3 separate regions of the Mus musculus genome follow, and regions 1 and 2 are each linked to region 3. Evidence: chromatin contacts called from public HiChIP or PLAC-seq data. All regions are on one chromosome and are shown on one strand. Each heading gives the region's core, a stretch centred on a gene start, on an enhancer-like site or on the middle of the called end of the contact. The rest is flanking DNA. Distances are from core to core; before and after follow the strand shown. Region 1 overlaps Smad3 (SMAD family member 3). Region 2 overlaps Anp32a (acidic (leucine-rich) nuclear phosphoprotein 32 family, member A). Region 3 has its middle 18 kb from the start of Gm35658.

What was found. HiChIP or PLAC-seq counts read pairs in DNA pulled down with a chosen protein or histone mark.
Region 1: a contact with region 3 is called in an HNF4G HiChIP or PLAC-seq map of pancreatic cancer cells. The contact joins two enhancer-like sites. A contact is called at or near these places in 1 of 115 datasets of contacts at active chromatin or transcription factors (pancreatic cancer cells) and 1 of 9 other capture datasets (embryonic stem cells).
Region 2: a contact with region 3 is called in a FOXA1 HiChIP or PLAC-seq map of pancreatic cancer cells. The contact joins two enhancer-like sites. A contact is called at or near these places in 1 of 484 Hi-C or Micro-C datasets (rod photoreceptor) and 1 of 115 datasets of contacts at active chromatin or transcription factors (pancreatic cancer cells).

What each region holds. Positions count from the first base shown.
Region 1 is chr9:63,673,560-63,676,259 of GRCm38.p6, forward strand. All of the region lies in intron 1 of Smad3 (SMAD family member 3), which reads right to left. Among named protein-coding and RNA genes, the nearest start is that of Gm51710, 57 kb to the right of the region's middle. Within about 2 kb of position 1,277, at least 76 of the 459 cell types and tissues checked have an H3K27ac peak or open chromatin away from gene starts, as enhancers often do. A contact at or near this core is called in pancreatic cancer cells, where this site is marked.
Region 2 is chr9:62,363,726-62,366,425 of GRCm38.p6, forward strand. The region is part of intron 1 of Anp32a (acidic (leucine-rich) nuclear phosphoprotein 32 family, member A); the gene reads left to right. Among named protein-coding and RNA genes, the nearest start is that of Gm40522, 16 kb to the right of the region's middle. Within about 2 kb of position 1,301, at least 82 of the 459 cell types and tissues checked have an H3K27ac peak or open chromatin away from gene starts, as enhancers often do. A contact at or near this core is called in pancreatic cancer cells and rod photoreceptor, where this site is marked.
Region 3 is chr9:63,073,773-63,076,472 of GRCm38.p6, forward strand. No RefSeq gene overlaps it. Among named protein-coding and RNA genes, the nearest start is that of Gm35658, 18 kb to the right of the region's middle. Within about 2 kb of position 1,314, at least 72 of the 459 cell types and tissues checked have an H3K27ac peak or open chromatin away from gene starts, as enhancers often do. A contact at or near this core is called in pancreatic cancer cells and rod photoreceptor, where this site is marked.

The sequences.
Region 1 (2,700 bases), core at 27-2,526, 600 kb after region 3:
TCCAGAAATACCTCAGGACCTAGTCAGCGTGAACATGTACCAGGTCCACTGCCATGTGAGAAAGCAACATAGCCTTGACCCACTGCTAACTGCCTAGCTCAGACCTTCAGAGGCTCCCCAAAGGCCACAGAGCTTCTGAAAAGCAGAGGCAGACTCCCAAGCCCAGACCAGCACTGAAAACGGGTGGAGGTAGGACATCAGGGCTGAAGGGAGCCTTTTGTTTCCACGTGCTCCATCAGCACCTCTTCTGAACCCCGGCCACATCTCTGAAACCCGGGCCATGAAGTGAGGAAATCTGAAGGACGAGCTTGCTCTCCTTCCCCTCGCTCCCCACCCCTCACTACTGGCCTCTGGCCTCTCCCTGAGACGAGCTCTCTTTTCAGTTATCCTGTGGAGTACTAACAGCAACAGTGAAGGAGACTGAGGCTCAAGTCTTCTAAAGACCTTACCCCACCAGATGCTCGCAGCCAACCATTGGACTAAACACAGGGGTCCCCAATGGAGGAGTTGGAGAAGGGACTGAAGGAGCTTAGAGGGTTTGCAGCCCTATGGAGGGGGCAACAGTGCCAACAGGCCAGAGGCCCGAGAGCTCACAGGGACTGGACCACCAACCAAAGAATACATGGGGAGGGACCCATGGCTCCAGCCACATATGTAGCACAGGATGGCCTTGTTGGACATCAGTGGGAGGAGAGGCCCTTGGGCCTGAGGGTCTTTGATGCCCCATTGTAGGGGAATACCAGGGCAGGAAGACAGGAGTGGGTGGGTGGGTGGGTGAGCACTCTCATAGAGGCAGGAGGAGGAGGAGGGATGGGTTTCCACAGGGGAGACCTGGAAAGGGGGAAACATTTGAAATGTAAATAAAGAAAATATCAAAAAAAAAAAAAAAAAAAGACCCTACCCCACCTGTGAGCATCACTCACATCCACTCATGGCAAGAGGCAAGGCTGAGATGCAGCCACTAGACAGCACCGGCCGCAAGGACTGTCTTGTCCCTTGACTGCTCCTAGACAATGGGACATCAGCAGAATCGCTGTGTTCTTCCTCCTTTTCCCCTGCACCTCAGCGAGCACCAGGAAGTACCAGGCAGCTGCTGCCCCATGGCCCATTGGGGGGTGGGCACGGCTTGTTACTCAGCACTAGCCGACTAATACACTGACTCCGTCATTAGTCTTCTTAGTCGACTTGCAAGCGCCCATTCCATCTTCTTGTGAGAGGCTGACAAACTTCCCTCCGGCTGCCTGAGTTCACAGAAAGCCTGTGTGACTCACTCCTACACCCTGCCCTGATCTCAGCTGCATGACCCGAGCAGGCTGTAGTCATTTCACAAGGCCTTATCTTTAGTGTGTGGAGAATGTCTTTCCTCTGGGCCTTCGGGATTCATCTACAAGCAGCATGAACTTACCCCCAAACGCTCCTGTTTAGTTTTTCAAGTTGTCAGAGTAGGATACTCATCCCACAGCCAAATCTCTGCTCCTACATAACCGTGGCTTTCTCGCCACAGTTTCTCCCAACACCTGGGAGCCTCTGGTGTAAAACAGAGAGGTTCTTGCCTAACTTGGGTTTGTCGATGAAAACCACGCCCAGCCACACACTTTCCTAAGTCACACCTGTATCAGCAGAAGCACACATTCATCTGAACAATGTAATCCCCCATCACACCTCTGGCCTTCACTGCTCTGCAGAAATCATTACATTTTCCTTTTTTTCTTTTTTCTTTCTTTTTTTTTTTTTTAATTTGGATTATATGTGGGTTTTATTTTTGTCCTTTTTTTTTTTCCTGGTCCAAAGGGCAAAGCTAACCCAGAAAAACAGGGAGAAAACAAAACAACAACAACAACAAACATCGTGGTGGCTTTAACGGTCCCTTGCATTAGTCTTGAGTGGCTTTGGAGCCATAGGCAATTGATGTAGGACCTCTCCTTCTATGGCTCTTGAAGTACTCATATCAAAAATTTTCCTTCTGTGCAAAGGACTGCCCAAAAAAATCCTAGAACCCAGCCTTGCCCCCTTATGGAGAGATATGGAGAGATGGACCACACAGTGTGGCCGTCAGGGTGTCCTGAGGGCAGACTCTGAGTATGGCCTCTCTGGATCAGGAAGAGACAGGGGGACAGTGTGGTGAGAGATCTGGGTGTCGTTACTTTCTGTGCCTTGTAAGTAAGACATTAAGCAGCCCCCAGGCCTTCCCTCTTAGATATCAGAGGCACCTTCTTCACTGGAAAATCTAGACATGAGGAGCACCAGAGGGGTCTGCTTCTCCACTCCCCAGGGAGCCCTGGGCTAAGGGCACGCCTATGGTTAGGCACAGGTGGGAGGGGACACAAACTCCAGAGCAGACACTGTCCCAGAATACAAGGACCCTGGGTATGCTGAGTGGGGGCACTATTCTTGTTTTCAAGTGAAAACTCGATATGGTGTTAGGTCACATCCGATGTGATCAACAACACAGAGAAGCAGGGCTTGCTGTCCAGCCTGGGTGCTACACAACAAACTCTATTTTCTATAACTGCCAAATAGGCTGTTTGAATCCACAGATGACCTCCTTTGGCTCAGATATAAGTGTCTTTGTCCCCTCTCTCTTCCCTGTAAGAAGGAGCAGGATGAATTTTGGACAGGACGTAGGGAAGGGATGAGGGAAGGGCAGGAGGAGCAGAAGAGGAAGAGGAAGAGGAAGAGGAAGAGGAAGAGGAAGAGGAA
Region 2 (2,700 bases), core at 51-2,550, 710 kb before region 3:
GCGGGGAAGAGTGGGGAGGAGCCAGGGACAAGAGCGAGTCGCAGGGCTGGCGGGCTGGTGCAGTCTCAGCCTGCCCTGCCAGCTGGACCTATGAGCCAGCCTGATCTTCCTCGGCCCGCCCTCCTGCCTCTAAGTAATGAGGATGGCATCACCGTTGCCCGCGCCACGTGCTCCCCCGCCGCCTGCCTGCAGAGCTGCTTTGTACGTAGCAGCAAAAATCCGAGGCCCGGAGAGGCTTTCAATTCTCGGGGAGGGTTTTGTTTGTTTTTAAAGCGAAGAAGGCTCTTGCCCCTGGCTAAGACTACGGAAGATCCTGAGAGGCGTTGAAACCCCCAAGCCCTGGCAGCCACAAGGCTGCAGGAACTTGGGAGGATGGTGGATGGGCCGTGGGTTCTCTTACTTTTGGGGATGGCGGTGGGGGGCAGATTCTGACCTAGGACAGGAGGCGTGTTGTGGCAGAAAAGAAAAATTAAAATTAATCACCCGGGCCAGAGTTCTCTGCCCAGCCGCCCATCTTCCGCCCCCCCCCCCCCCCCCCGTCCTCTGCCGAACATCAATCTCTCTGGCCCACTTCACCCCATACTGTGGGCCACATTTTAAAAATTGAAGTAATAAGAGGGCTGGAGAGATGGCTCAGCAGTTAAGAGCACTTGGGGCACGTGCAGAGGACTTGGATTCTGTTCTCTGGACTCAGATCCGGCCCCTCACAGCCCCCTGTAATTCCTCCAAGAGATTGCCCTCTGCAGGCTCCCCTACACAAGTGGCATTCTCTCACAGAGACACATAAATGAAACTTTTAAGTTTTTTTTTTTTAAATCTATAGATGGGATTCTATGTGTAGTGTTTATTTTCACCAAGTGTGCCTACAGGCAAACAGTTTGTGTGTGCTCTGAGTAAAGTAGGTTTTGTTTGTTTGCTTGCTTTTTGTTTTATTTGTATTAATGTGGCTGTGTAATTAATGCGTATGCATGTGCCTGGGGAGACTAGAGAGAGTGCAGAATCAATCCACTCCCCTCCCCAGCTGGAGCTACAGGCAATTGTGAGCCTCTGACCCTGGTGCTGGGTACCAAACTCAGTCAAGAGCTGCAAGTGGCTTGCCTGCTGAGCCATCTCTCCAGCTCCTAAAATGTATCCCTTTCAGTGGGTTATGATCAGAAAACACTGACCTCTGTTCAGTAAGATCTCGGTAACTTTCAAAACATCCAGCCTTTCCCCCCAGAGCTGTGTCCCTTCCCACACAGGTCGGTAAGTAGATTTTACCGTTAAAACAAACGCAAGTGTCCGTTTATTAGCTCTGCCTCAAACCTCAGTGACTCACACAGCGTGGCCTTCTAGCTAGGAATGGGATCTGCAGCAGGGGGTGGCCCATTTAAAAGCTGACCTAGTTAAAATCCAGGAGCACCAAAAAACACTGGGTCAATCTGATTTGAGTCTTCTGTTCGAAGCCTGGAACCTGGAACCTAAATTGGTCAGGGACTGACAAGGTTGAAACCAAACCACATATATTTATCCAATTCTTGTTCAGTAAAGGAAGCGCAAATCATGTCTGGAGGTTGGGGGTAGAAAACCAGGCAAAGCAAGATGTAGAGGTTGAACCCAGAGGGTTTGTTTTAAATGCTCTCCACGGCTCCAGAGCAGGGTGGGAGGCTTGGGGTGTTGGGCTCAGAGCCTGTGGCAGGAAGGCATGGAGGACTGGGCCTGGTTAGGAGCCTTCATTCCCTGCTACCATCTTCAGTGTGGACACCATCAGTAGAGCCAGTGGTAAAGGGGATGGTGGGTAGCTTTTTTTTCTTCAAGCTGGCAAAATTCTAGGCTAGACTTCTTATTGTGTAATCCGGCCCTGGGTCGTTGGCACTAGAATTCTGAGAGGAAACTGGAAGCCCAGAGAGGTGAGAAGGGCGAGAGACCAGTGGTTCCCCACTCTTCTTAACTGATTGCAACCATACAATTTTTTGTTGCTACTTCATAACTGTAACTTTGCTATAGTCACAATGTAAATATCTGTGTTTTCTGCTGGTCTTAGGCAGACCCCTGTGAAAGAGTTGTTTAACCCCAGAGAGGTGGAGACCTACAGGTTAGGAACAGCTGGGCTAGAGAGAGGAACTTGGACTAGAGCCAGGTCTGTTTGGCTAGAGTCCGCCTTCTGCCCATCCTGAGTTGCCATAGAAGTTCTGAAAAAGTAAGGGGCGGCTCTTAAAGTGTCCTTTCCCCCTGGGTCATTATTTTTTTTAGAAGGCCTGTCGTAGACCCAAGATGTCCATTCTAATCAGAGCCAGCGCCACAGCCATGTGACCTACACACATAGTTGGCTGTCACTGTCTTAGAATTCTATGTGAGGCTTTGTTTTGTGTTTTGTTTTGAGATGAGTTTCACATAGCCCAGGCTGGTCTCAAACTCAGTGTATAACTGGGGATGGTATTGAACTTGTCATCCATCTTCTACCAAGTTTATGTAGTATTGGAAAAATCAAACAAGAGACTAGTACAGGCTAGGAAAGCATATGCTATCTACCAGGTAAATTTCCAGCAAGGGGCCCACCATCTCATTTTGCACTGGGCTATAGTTACATAGCCATTCCTGATCAAGACAGCGCCTCTCTCTTCCCGGTCTCCGGGTACCTCTTATCTCCCCTCGTGGCCTTTCAGGGCTGTTTACCAGCCAGCTGTGGATTTCCAGCCTGCCACCAGCTCTCTCTCTCTC
Region 3 (2,700 bases), core at 64-2,563:
AATTAAATAATTTTTAAAAGTTTTAAATGCACACCCCAAGAGCTAAGGATGTTAGCAGTGGAAGTTTCCTTTCAGGTGGTGTCTGCTTCCACATCCTTCACCGTTTTATGAATCCTTTACAAGGGATGTGTATTTCTTAAGTAATTAAAAACACTAAAGAAAGAAAAAGGTTAAATTAAATTTAAATGATAAACAACAATTCCAATATACTCAGAGAATTTAACATGCCCTGTAGAACTAATTTTATCTTGAAAATATGAAGAGATTAGATACATAAAACAGAGAACTTAAATTATTAAAACAAAACCAAACAAACAAAACCCAGCCTGGGAGGAATCGCTGCTCTCCCACTGTGAGGCAGGAAGGAAGTTGAACCCAGCCAAAGCTGAGGCCCCAGGTGGCCCAAATGAATGACCCACGGATCCTTGAGGCAGTTTGAAGATAAATCTAAAACACATTCTCTCTGGAGAGCAACAGGATTAGATGCATAGAGGGATCTGACACTTTGAAATTCCCACTGCTCCCCCTGCAGAAGAAAGAATCAGACCTGGACCCATGAGCCATGTATTAATGTGAAGTTTCTCTCTGGTGCTTGCTGCTTCCCGGCTTGATGGTCTCCTCCCGGTAGCTAACCTCAGTCACCTCAGCCGACTTTTACATAATCTAGTGCCCTCCTGATCTTTTCATTTCTGCTTTCTACCTAAATCTCCTTTGTCTGAAGACCTCCCGATGTCAGTCATCCACACTCTAGCATAAATAAGTCTCCGCCACACACTTCCTGCCTTTTGCTTTGCTTGTTGGGCTGAGTTCTAAGTGAGTAACTGAGGTGTCACCCAGCGGCTGCTAACTGGTGGAGAGGGCTGGGATGTGGAAGAAGGCTCTTTCCTGGACTTCTGCAAAGCTGTCCCTCTGTGTGTGTGACATTAAAGTCGGTGTCCCAGGGTTCTATAAAGTAATCGGTTGGACTAGTGACTTTGAGGTGGCCCCGATTCTCAGAAATTTGTGCCCGAGGTCCTTAGGTTTGAGGCGGAGAAACTGGGGGAGACTTGAGGACCAGTATTGGGTTTGCAGCTTCTAAAACAAGAGAAGGAAGAGATGCATCCCACATGCTGCTGCTCACCGCCTCGCCCCACCTTCCTCCTGACCTGTGTCTCTAGAGAGAAGATCAAACAAAGAGGTTGTCCAGGGTGGTGGAATGTGATGTTTGGTTAAAGTCCCAGGCTGGCTATGATTATAGTCGCAGTGGCTGGGGAGACGCCCTGGGGAATGTGGTGGGAGGGGTTCCAGTCCCTGAGAACGTGTGCTTAGGAGCACACACACTCACACCCACATGTGCACATGAGCTGTTAACTCGGGCCTCAAGACCCACTGCTACCCCAGAGACACCTTTCTTGAGTGGTTTTCAGGAATGTGTGCTTTCGCCTAGGAAGACTGAAAAACTCCGTGAAGTAGGAGCCCACAAGTAGACCTTCTTCCCATCAGAGGAACATAGGATAAAAAGGAAAGTTAAACAAACAAATCAGCAGTAAGGTAGCTGACCCAACTCCTCCCTGTAAAGACAATAGGATCCTCAGCTCTGTGCCCCAAAGGCCTCTTCTATGTCTCATCCCACAGGCCTGATCCCAGGCTCAGATCAGAGCATCCGGTGCCTAGCAACAAGAAGGCATCTGGCCCAAGGGCCTGCACGTACACACTCTTATCGGCTTTAGGCCACACAGGACGCCCAGGAAGGCTAGAGGCAGGCTAGTGACATTCTTTCCACCAAAGGGACGTCAATAGGAGTCATCACCAACAGACTTCAAGCCAGGAATCAAGGGTTTTAGGTGATCCTAGCCTGCTCTGGGCTCCCAGGCTGGGGTTTAGTCTGGTGAGCTGCTAGTGGAATACTTTGAATGAGTTGGTCATGAGAGCAAGTGTCACTGAGCATGGTTTTGGCCAGGGCTGGGATGCCAGTGATCTGCAGCACCTCTGCCCTCAGCTTCTCTGTGATCAGTGACATTCCCCAGAATTCTTGGTCAAATGTAAGAGGTGGGGCAGCTGCTGTTCCTGTTTGTAAAGACACTGGGACACAGCTGGTTTGGGACTCAGAGTTTATGCTCTATCTGCCATGTGCCTTATCTGTCCTCCCCTCTGTGCTGAGTAGGAGCAGAGCCATTTTCCCAACCCAGTCCTCTCCTCCCTCCCTCCCTCCCTCCCTCCCTTCCTTCCCTCCCTCCCTCCCTCCCTCCTTTCTTCCTTCCTTCCCGCTATGATTTTAGATAGGGTCTCAGTATCTCACACTGTCTTCAAGCTCCAAGGATCACCTTGAACTTCTGATCCTCTTGTCGTTACCTCCCAAGGGCTGAGATCACAGGTGTGTGCCACCTTGCTCAGTTTATGCAGTACTGGAGATAGAACCAGGGCTTTGTGTGTGCCAGGCAAGCCCTCTACCATCTGAGTCACAAACCCAGTCTGAGCTCTACTCTTGTGTTGGCCACTTCATTGCTGTGACAAACGCCTGAGAGAAATGAGAGGAAAGCCTTTCGATACTCAGCTGTTGATTCCAGTCTTGTGAGTGAGGTAGGATACCATGGTGGATGTGTGTGTGTGTGTGTGTGTGTGTGTGTGTGTGTGTGTGTGTGTGTTGTTCTATTTCTGACCTCCAGGAGGCAGCAACACAGAAAAGATAGAGCTATGGATAAGGCAGACCCTTCAGAGGTA